Linked DNA regions of Gossypium hirsutum: region 2 is linked to region 1. A link is a contact called in public Hi-C data. All regions are on one chromosome and are shown on one strand. Each heading gives the region's core, a stretch centred on a gene start, on an enhancer-like site or on the middle of the called end of the contact. The rest is flanking DNA. Distances are from core to core; before and after follow the strand shown.

Region 1 (6,030 bases), core at 2,382-4,881:
ACGACTCATATTGCATACATTGAGCCCATATCTCATACATTTCAATTAGGTACATGTACCACTCATCACATTATCATAACTTTTCTCATTTCGATATAAATCATAAACCTTTTGTTGAACCATTTGGAATGCCACCAGATACTCAATAGCCCTAACATGGGTTAAGATGTCGACGCCATGTCCCAGGCATGTTCTTACACTGGCTCTCATCTGTCGGTGTCGATGCCATGTCCCAGACAGGTCTTACACTGACACACAACAAGCTGACCCCATGTCCCAGACAGGTCTTACACTAGCTTGTATCTAGCGAGGCCGATGATGTCCTAGATATGTTTTACACTAGCTTTCGCCTCAATGCTGATGCATGTCCCAGACATGTCTTACACTAGCACACAAATGACCCAAGTGTCTTGGCATGAATATTCGAAGATTCCTAAGGCTCAACTGAGAGTTCTACTACTTCAATTCTCATCATGCTTAGTCATTTCCACAATCAAATAATTTATGCTATAAAAATTCATTCATTCATACATGATAATAGTTGCATTATTTACACACAACTTACCTCGGATTACAAAATGTAGGCAACTAGCCGATTTTAGTCCACTTGCTTGGCCTTCCCTCTATCTAGGTTCAGATTTTGTAATTCTTGATCTATAATGATAAAAATTCACAATTTTAATTTTTTTGTCAATCTAGGTATTCAACAATGTATAATAGGGCAAAATGACCATTTTGCCCCTAGACTTTCACAAAATGACCATTTTACCCCTAGACCCAAAACTTGATTTTTATCACATTTTCTACTTAACCAAACCTAACTGACCATTTATTACTCTTATGACAACCCCAAATTTCCAATATTTCACAACATTATTATCTATTTTACAAACTTTACAAAATGGTCCTATTAGGGCTTTCATGAGAAGTCTTTTCACAAAAGTTGTTTATTTCACAACCATGATTCATTTTCTTCCATAAAACTTCAGAAAACAACATGAACACACTCATGGTAAAACCCTAGACTTTCAACCATTTTGCAAAATAATCCCCTCATTTGAAAGCTCATGCTACAAGGGTTCCACAAATACAAAAATTATAAAAAAAAAGTCATCAAAACCACTTACTTGTTGGGAGATTAAGTGGCTGAAATTTTTCAAGATTCCAAAATCCTCCTATGGCTGATATTTTCAGTAAAGAAGAAAGAATGAATGAAAAAGATGAAAGCTAGGCTTTAGGGTATTATTTTATCACACATTAGGTCATCAAATACCTAACACTTTGACTATCTTATTTTCTTTGTCTTATGGCCAGCAAAGCCTCTCTAAAGGTTTTAATTGCCCTTTAAGGACCCCCAATTTAAGTTTCATGGCAATTTAACACCCTTAGCTATCAAATCAAGACTTTTGCATTATATGCGATTTAGTCCTTTTTCGTAATTAAGCATGAAATCGCTAAAATTACTTCACCAAATTTTTCATGCACTAATATAAACATGATATAACTCTAAAATAATAATAAAATAATTTATTTGGCTTCAGATTGGTGGTCTCCAAACCACCATTCTGGCTGAGCCCAAAATTCGGCAGTTACAGGCTCACACGCTCGTGTGGCCCACACGGCCCAATTTGGCCTTGGCCGTGTGGATCATACAGCCTGGCCCAGAATCCTACATGCTCGTGTTACCCACACGGTCTAAATCGATCAAGCCCATGTGTCGCACACGGCGTACCTGGCCATCACACAGTCGTGTCTAGTGTATATGACCTGGCCTTATCGATCACATACCCTTGTTAGGGCACACGGCCTACCACATGGGTGACAACATTCCCATGTGGCGTCGACAGTGAGGTTTTTAGCTTTCGCCAAAACCTCATTTTCTGTGCAATCGAGTACACACCTGGTTTCGATTCAAAGTTAAAACCACTACGAGCACTTCAGAACTTATTATTGACAAACATTTCTCTCAATTAGTCACTTAAATGCTCGAATTAAACTTAACCCAAAACGAAAAGTCCTCTTCCAAGCAAAAAACCCTTACCTTACGAACTATGGACGCTTCCCTCTATAACTCGGCACCAGCACAGTCCCTCACACCTAATTTTCGGCTGTCAACACAGTTAAACAAAGGTTCCCCAATTAAATAATTTAAAAATTGAAATTTTAAAGCACATCATCACTTACTGAACGAGTGTCACCCTATGTTGCGCAATATGACAAATTGAAAACAAAGTTAAAAACGGAAAGGAAAGAAAAAAGTGGATTCAGCAAGAGGGAAGGTAGAATTTGGTAGCAAAGGAAAAAAAATGGAGATGGAAACGACAAAGACTTTTTACAGGAGAGAAGAAAAATAACTAAGTAACTCCCAAATCCCCTATTTTGCTTCTACTAAACCACATCCGTTTCAACTACTTCAGTATTCCAGTCCCTCTCAAACAACCACACGGCATTAGCAGCAAAAATAATACCCAAGTACAAACTCAAACACAAGACCTCCCTCACACCAACACTCTACTTAACCACCAGTCCAATAGACCCATTCTGACATTATTTTACAAACAACTCTACTTAAACCCTTTAAGCCAGGCTAAGGCTTCAATCATTTAAAAATTTTAATATTTGCCCAAGTCGAGGCTTGAACTTGGGACTTCCTAAACACTCCCAGAACACATAACCACTAAAGCTGACGGATATTTGTCAAATAATAATAATAACATAAATAGGTATTTTTGGGTTGTTACATCAGAAGACCCTTTAACCATTAACTTTAATTGTTGTTTGTTAAAGTTAATGGTCCCTAGTTTTTTTTTTCAGTTAAAGTCATCACATGTCGCAATGTAGTGTAACATATGGCGAAAAATGATAAAATGTTTCTTTTAGGATTATAATTTTTATAATTCTTTTACGAATTTTATAATTCTTTACATTTTTTTATCATTTTCTTACAACTTTATAAAATTTTATCTATTTTTTTCTATATTTCTATATATTTTATAATTTTTTACGAATTTTATAAAATTTTACAATTTTTGTAATCTTTTTCTAATTTTTAATAAAAAAATAAATATTTGTTATATTTTTATTAAAATAATAACAGATAAATATTTCTTAGATTTTTTATTAAAATTTAATAACTTTTATAACTTTTATAGATTTTTATTTTTTATTATTTTTTTGCCACATGTCACGTTGTAGTTGTGACACATGATGACTTTAACTAAAAAAATTAGGGACGGTTTGCTTTAACGGTCAACCATTAAAGTTAATAGTTAAATGGCCTTTTTAATGCATTTTTTGACAATTGAGTACAAAAAAAAAATAGGGCTTTAATTGCTTTTTTGAAAAAGTTTGAGGGCCTTTTTGATGTATTTTAGTAATTTAAGTATCCAATTGAGTGCAAAAAAAAAGGAACTTAATTACTTTTTTTTTTAAGTTTAAGTATTCAATTGAGTGAAAAAATAAACTTAATTGCTTTTCTTGAAAAAAATTAAAAACTTTTTATACCCTTTAAACCAAAGAAAAACCAAATTATAATTTCAACATTTGTCAAAGGACAAATGGACTATGGTACTACAAGAACCAGGCTGCTGGGCCTCTGGGTGGTGGTCCAACACCATTTTTTAAAATGGTTCAAGCCTTCAAAAGTTTGCCCACCCCACACCTGAAGAAATGTTCTATGCCTACTTGGGTTTTTTTGTTCTCTCTTATACAATGTCCAAGTTTCCCGCTGGGTTACTGGGGGCATTTTACTCAGATTTGAAGTATCGAAAGGATGTCTATATTATATAAATTATATTAAGGAGTCCTATTAAAATCAAATCAAGAAATATGGGCTCACCCTCCATGGTTAGGGTAATACTTCAATATTTGTATACCCAAATAACATGCATGGTACATGTCGTAGACACTTCAAGACACAAACATAGGTCGAGCAACAGCACATATGTGTTAGGCCTTTAACCCCCAATTGCTCAATAAAAATAAGAGATAAGACTATATTTAAACCCTCTTAAAAGCCTTTCCTCAACCAATGTGAGGTTATCTACATTGTATTATCAACAATTACAAATTTAAATACATTTAAACATATATATATTTTAAATTATTTCAATAATAATAATATCAACCAAATTAAAAATTATATACTTAAATTAATTGATTTGGAATATATGTTTTTATCTTCTATGTGTAAAATAGTACATAAATTAAACCTTATCATTACCAATTACCATGGCATTCTGATAAATTATTTTACTTTAATTTTATTTTTACGAAATCGAAAATCTATTATAACAACAATTGAGTCAATTTTTTTTATTTAATTATTACATGTGATGCATAATAAATAGACGATTTTTTTAAAATGATTACCTTAATACTAATGAAAGTAATATATATTGATGTAACTATTTCATGTAATCTTTTAAATCTTTTGTATATTATAGTATTTGACACATATTTGAAAATAGACGTGTATTACTTTTCCAAACATATATAGACAAACATATAAAATTTGAGTATGCTTAAAATATATGGATATCAGCAAACATAACTCATGTGACACATCATACCCTAATTTCAATTAATGAGGCTTTTGAAAATTTTGAGGTCTCGTATTCAAGTTTCATGATGTATAAATTTGATTTAAATTTATTTTAATTGAGTTGTCCAAATAGATTTTAGTTTGTGATTTAAGTTAAATTAATTATTCAATTAATTTTTTATTTATTTAATTATTTTTATGATACTATTCGTCTAATTATTAATTCTTATTGTAATTTCTCGTATAATTATAATTTATTTCGATGAGACTTTAAGATTTCAATGATCCAAGTTATATATTTCAATTTCAATTTTAATTAATCCAATATATATTATACGTTACTTATATTTATGTTTATAAACTCTTTAAAAGACTGACTCAAAAAAAAAAAACAAAAAAACAAAAAGGAAAACCCTAATCTTCAATCATAATTAATATGTACTTACATGGGACACTCCCAGCTGTTATGATAGGGAATTGGCCGTTTGAATTGAACTGTTTTTGGTGTTTCCCATGTCCATGGGACTTAATTGTAATGCTTATTCGCTATTTTTGAGACAGGTAACCGACACCATATGCAAATTAATCCATCTCATCAATGGTTGGGTTATCCTACTTATTAGCTAATTCACATGAGTTTATTATCAGTGTAGAGGAAGTGGATTTCAGTGCGTTAAAGCGAATTATCCTCTTATTTAAGGGTTGAGGAGGGGTTATGGCTAGTTCTAAGTATTGTATAAAAAATTTTTAAAAAGTTTTAAGTAAAAGTATAAGTTAAATTTGAATTTTAATATTCAAATCTTAAACTTAACTTAATCCGACTCATTTTCAAGTTTATAATATATATTGTCTTTTTTTTTATATCACATGTATATTAAAAATATGTTAGATATTTATTAAAAAAAAGAATTTTGATAATTACTAAATATTAAATAAAACTAATTATATTATTTAAAAAAGTTTAAAAAAAATTGTGAGTGGACAGAAATGATTTTAAATTAATCATTTATCAATATAAATGAATTAAGATAAAATATCGAACTTGAATAAATATATATAATATTAAAATTATACACAAAATCAATTTAAACTTTACTTATCAGAGCTTATAAATACCTCTAATTTTCAAACATGCCTCATTGGTGCCATACACTTGTAAATTATCTTTTATTATTTTCTCAATTTTATTAGATTTTGTAGTTTAATGCAATGTCCTTTTCATTTTGACTCTTCTTGGCTAGTTTTTCAATATTATTTGCCATCTTGTACCTTTCCAATTAATTTCATCACAGATCATTTGTGAAAATTTAAACCCTAAAATCATCTTCAATACGATGGCCATTGATTCCTCATTAATCCCTTCTCAATGAATGCCACTCAACTATAGATATTAATTTTTATTTGATTCTTGAACAACTTTTATATTATATATATTGAGTGTTTAATTTGTTTTTTTAGTGAGGAGAATCGGATATTTATAAAATATT
Region 2 (6,030 bases), core at 2,193-4,692, 53 kb before region 1:
CAACTTAATTTACTATTTTAACTAGAATGCTGTCATGGAAACTAGAAACACGTGTTGTTTAATAGACAGCTATGAAAAATAGAACGTTGATAATGACAATGTATCGCTAAGAAAAAGAAAGAAATTAGAATACACAGAATTTTATGTGGAAATCGTTTCGGGACAAAATCATGGGCAGAGGAGAAAATAATTAACTATATCGAATTCGAATGATACAAAATGAGTATAGACTACGTCTATTTATAGGTTTGTAAAACTATATTTTAACCAAAATCAAATAGAAGTAATGCAGTAAGGTTAAAATACCTTATTCTAATCAATATCAAATAGATGAAGTAAACTTTTATACGGATTTCACTTGTGTAACCTGTACCATAGATCTCTTATATTGCCACTTAAATTTTATTTTTAACAGAAATTTGAGTCATACAACTTTAACAATAACCGAGACATGAAAAAGAAAATTAGATAAACTACCAGAAACTAACACACAAATAACAGCTGCATTCCCTTCCATTTCTGTATTGTAACTGTGGGACTGAAGGTTTTGGTTTTGGTTTTGGTTTTGGTTTTAGTTTTGGTTTTGGTGGTGGTTGGAACAACAATAGATGTTTTTTTTTCATATATATTTTGCCATACTTTTCTTACATCCTTATCCAATTATGATGCAATCCAACAAGGCAAAGACTAGCATTAGTGTGTGTTTTCATTACGTATATTTCTATATAATATTTGGTTGATTTTGTCTCCATCTTTTGCTTCTTTCTTTGTTCTAAAAGTTTTTGACTAACATTGAGAACTCCCAAAATCTCAAAAGATTAAAATATATGTGAATAGCACATGTGGGTCTTGGTTAGATCACAACTTTTGACATCCTAAATTCCATCAAATTTAATTATATTTTTAATATATAATACTTACATTGATTCTCATCAATTAAATTTGTAACTAAATTTTAAGTGAAGTAAAGTCTCAAACCAAAATTAAAAAAATATATAATTCTTACTTATCATTTTATTCAAAAGTTTTAGGGTAAGTTTAAATAAGCGGTGAGATACGATATGTTTAGTTTATTTTTTGTCTCACGTTACAATATCATTATAATATTTAATTTCACTATCACCACAATTTTTATATTAATTGTAGATAAAAATACAATCCACCCTATTTTACCCTTATTCGAAATTTTATAAATCCAACCCATATAATATAATGTTATTAGGAAGTGACTGGGAATAGTTTTATGAATAAAGAAATCAAATTGAGAGACATATAATTGTGCAGTGACATCAAGTTCGATGACAGCTGCTTAGCAGACAAGGTTGGAGGGAGCAAAGCGGCATTATAAAGTAATAAAAAAATTAAGTGCAAATTATTTAATATAATAGGGGCATGTTCTTTAGGGTTAGGAAAATCACAGGCAGGATCTTCCAAGAGGGGCTTTTTTTTTTTTAAAAAAAAAGGTCATTGAGATTGTGCATATGATATATTCAAATATTAGCTTTTTTGGCATTTACTTAACATAGAGCTTTGAGAATGAATGGCCATCACCCAATTTTACTCACTTTCCATCATTTTTGCCTCAATCTCATCATGTGCATATTTAGGCCCTAAAACTTGTGAGGCATGATGAGAAATGGAACTTATAATGGGGTGGATTAGACCCTTTGTCTGGACACTTCGAGACATGGCTTCTTGTTGATGACTAAGTTTTTTCTCGTAATTTATCAATGTTTGTTAGGTTTAATGATAAGAAATTTGATTTTTTTTCCGGTTTTTTCTTGTTTTCTTTTAAGTGTTCAATTCTATTTGACTCCAAATTTAACTGATATCCAATATAATTATCAGGAACCCAAAAATCTTAGCATCAAAACAAAATAAAAAAAGGAAAAGAAAGTTTTTCCTATAATTATTGGGAGAGAAAAAAGAACCCCAATTCCAACTAAGTGTTGGAATGATGAGATGATTATGGCACATCCATTTGTCGTGTATTGTTGAAAGATGTGTGTGTTAAGAGTTTAAGCAACCTTGTTGTTTAAGCCAATAAATGGTGTCGGCCAGTTTTAGGTCCAAAATTTACCAAACAAACAAAACACTTAATTTTAAACTAAGATCCCTGCACATGCATGCAACAGTCTACAGGGTTTGATTTCTTCATCTCTTATCCCTTCCATTGCAGAGGGAACAATTCCTATCTAAACTAAGACTATATACTCATTTGGGGAAGTATATATATATATTCTATTATCAAACAGTTTGTGAAGTAAAATATATTTTTGTATTTAGGTGAAAGGAAGTAGTTTTGAACTGCAAGTTGAGATATAAAGAGGAGAGTTTGGAGGTCCATAAGAAAACAAACACTGAACAAAATTTATTTCCCATTGCAATTGCCAGTACTGGGTTAACACTAGTTCTAAATTTGATTCCTGAACAGCTCCTACCCTACCCATTATAAAAAAATAAAATAAAATTCTGTTTGAGATCTTTATTCTTTTGACTTATGGCAACTCCTTTCTTCCATTGCTTTAATCTCAAATTTCCAACTCCATGCTCTTTGATTTCCTGAAAGCCACCTGTAAAAATTGAAGCTTATAATGAGTGTGATTATGGTACATTGTTAGAAAATAATAATAAGATTGTTAAGTTACTTAACTGGTTATTTTGTAGCTGGTCAGGAGATGGCGAAGAAGACTGAAAAAACCCAAAGTGACCCTCAAATTGTGATCCTCCCTGCAAATAATTCATCACCATTTTTATTTTTTTCAATCAGAATTCAACAAACATAGAATATATAAGATAAATTAGTACAAGGACCTCAAAGTGTGTTGCAGAGAACCCCATTGGAGCTTGATTATTGGTGTCAACAAAACTCTTCTGCAAAAATCATGGAGAACCCATAATAAGCGCCAAAGACAACAGCAAACAAAGAACATATAGTTATTATAGCTTGAACTTATACCTTGGAGTAATTGATGAAAGGAGAGTTTGCGGTGTCAATTTCTTCATGTACCTGCTGCTCATGCTGTCTTCTTCGTTGTTCCTTGTTCGTATGTCTTTTACCACCATTTTTGTTGAATGTAGTACCAGTTTGGGGTACCATGTATTCATGGTATAATTTGTTATCATCTTCATAGAAATGTGGAGGACCTGAAGATGCATCTGAAACCATGGAAAGGTCTTCTTCGTCTTCTTCATCATCATTTTCAACATCATCATCAACCTTTTGTTTACCTCTATTAATCTCTCTATGTTCATCACAAAAACCACTCTTTTTAAACCCATTTTTTTTCTTTGAAGGATTTGAAGATAAAAAAGATTGTTCTAAGTAATTAGTCCAACCAGACTCACACCCACTACTACACTCAGAGGCCATAAAATTCATCTTTCTTTTTTTTTTTTTTCTAAAGAAAACTATACTCAATGTGTTTCCTTCTCCTCTATCCAAGGCTCCTTTTTATCAACAAGTGAAGTAAGCTGGTTTAATTGTGATTTTAGTCCCTTTACTATACTGAACTTCGAGATTTTATTCCCTCTACTTTTACGATATTATCAGTGGGTCCAAGTTAATAACACAACTAGTTCTTTTTCTTGTTTAACTGATGACACGAGTTTTTTTTACTGTTATCCTGTCCTACGATTAGTGTTACGTAAAAATCTACTCAATTGTGATTATAAATAATAAATACTTATAATTATTTTTTAAATGACAAACTGCATTATCACTTTATGAAAATAGCTATTATTAATTTAGATCTAGTAATAATGTTATAATATAGAGACCAAATTATAACATAATATAGGGACGAAAACTAGTAAGCCCCTCAACCCCACTTTCCAAACAAAAACCCTAAAAAAGGGCAGGTAATAGTAATACAATAGATGGTGAGGTTAAATGTGTCCCTATATTAGGGTGTTGGATCAAGTAGTATATAGAACAAAGGGGCAATGGACATGTGGGAAAAAGACCAAAGACAATCAAACTCAAATCCTAGGCTATTTTTGTCGTCACCTTCCCCCATTCGGCTGTCTGAATGTGAATGAATCAAAAAGTGCCAGTTGGGTGGGTTCTCTAGTGGGTGCATTCAGAAGAAAAAAAAAAACCACAATCACTTCACATGCTAGACAGCCAAGCACTGTGTACTCTCTTGAACAAAAACCAGGGCTCACCACCTCCTTGGGGCAGCAATATTCTTGCTGGTCCTACCACATCAATTTTCATGGACTCATAATTTCTGTTCTTTTGGCTTCAAACACTTAACAACAACCATTTTACACATCACTCAATTTTACAAACATCTAACAGTCACACATGTACGTGTACGTGTGTTTAGAGGTGAAGTCAATTTTTTTAAATTAAATTCTTTTTATCATTTTTAAGAGGTCGAAATTCAAAACTCTCCATCGAAAAAGAAGCCAAAAGCTAGTACTTAATACATGACCCACAAGCTGTTCAAGAACAATCTTCTATTTTCAAACAGCTCACAGTTCGAAAGAAATTAGTGCTGCGTCTAATGTGTTTTGAGGATATTTTTAGTGTACATAATAAAATAACACGAGTCAGAATTTAGTGAATTATGTAAAGTTATTATATGTTCTAATCATATCTATTTTTTTACTAAAGTTATAAAAATACTCATTGTCTCTTCTCAGTCCATAAATAGGAGGAAGTGCACTCAAATACACGTACTCTTACATTGACAACAATGTTTATGCCAATCAAAGTAAAACTCAATCGACAATAATAAGTAAACTTAGACATATAATATCTCTTTCAAGCAAATATTATTAGTTAGAAGTTTGGTCTATTAGAAAAAAGTTAAGGGTTTGAGGTGGGAATTGGCAAAAAAAAAAAAAATCGAGTGAGCTTAGCCACGTAATCTCTTGTACCCGAGTCTTATTGATCAGGGTTTGAAGGTATTTAAGAGCTTTTAAAGAGATGCTGGCATGTTTAAATTTATACATTGAGAATATATTAAACTATATTCAGGATTGAATAAGAAATTTATCCATATTAATTTTAGAATTTAACAATTTTTTTCACTTTAATCTTTAAATTTAGATTTTATTAAAGTATGATGATTTAACATTTTGAAATTTTATCATGTCATTACTTAAAAATTTTTAATATATAAATATTTAAAATAAGAAAAATTTTAGGGGATAATATAACACAGTCATGAAGTAATATTAAAAACCTCTACCTCCTCCAAAATATTCAAAATGTCCTTCAATATTTGTTTGGGTAAGAATTAAATAAGTTTGTTAAAGCTAAAGTGGTCCAAGAGAAAGATTATACTGTATATCATATATTTTGTACAGGTAATTTCAGCCTCTAGGTGTACAATTTTTTTTTTGATGAAATTATGCAATTTCTAAAGGCAAAATTGTACTAAAACCTTTATCATTCCTTTTCTTTCCTTCCCTACCTTATAACTTTTCCCACGTTTAATGTTTAGTCAATTTTAGTTGGGTAAAAATTTAAATTAAAAAAAAAACACTGCCAAAAATATTTTTTCAAAGCTGATTTTATTTTTTAAATTGTTATTAAGTATCAATTTATGAAAAAAAATTAATATTATTAATGTCTTTGTGATTCTGTCTTTCAAGCAGGGGCGAAGCCAGGGGGGCTGGCATGGGCCCCAGCCCCCCTTAAAATGTAAAATTATATTTTAGACCCTTGAAATTTTTTAAAAATTTTAAATTAGTAAAGGTAAAATTGCATTTTACCCTCCTAAAATTATAAAAATTTGATTTAATCATTTACAAATTATAAAAATATAAACTGTAAAAATTAAAATTTCATCCAGCCCCCCCTAAAAAAATTTTCTGGCTTCGCCCCTGCTTTCAATGAGGTAATTTTTCTATTTATATGATATGGTTCCTGGATGTGACGTCCTAAGTAGGCCCCATGCATGCCTACATGTACCTTATTCTAAGGTTAACTCGTGTTCCCTAAGTGTGGGTTCGCTTGTATGGTGATGCGAACCCATCACGTACGAACTCTTGTAAGCAAACTATACAGGCGATCAC

Evidence for each region. A called contact is a pair of places that touch in the nucleus more often than the background predicts.
Region 2: a Hi-C map of leaf shows a contact between it and region 1, with 2.2 times the contacts expected there. The contact joins the promoter of LOC107944112 here to the enhancer-like site in region 1. A contact is called at or near these places in 15 of 34 Hi-C or Micro-C datasets (callus, cotyledon, fibers and 4 more).

Annotation. Positions count from the first base shown.
Region 1 is chrA13:6,189,157-6,195,186 of Gossypium_hirsutum_v2.1, reverse strand. No RefSeq gene overlaps it. Among protein-coding and RNA genes, the nearest start is that of LOC107941488, 8.9 kb to the left of the region's middle. Within about 2 kb of position 3,631, at least 3 of the 9 cell types and tissues checked have an H3K27ac peak or open chromatin away from gene starts, as enhancers often do. A contact at or near this core is called in hypocotyl and leaf, where this site is marked.
Region 2 is chrA13:6,241,683-6,247,712 of Gossypium_hirsutum_v2.1, reverse strand. LOC107944112 (protein SOB FIVE-LIKE 5) reads right to left here and starts at 3,442. Exons shown (of 4, transcript XM_016877931.2): 1 at 2,960-3,442; 2 at 2,815-2,874; 3 at 2,654-2,730; 4 at 2,362-2,573. The coding sequence starts at 3,382. The coding sequence ends at 2,486.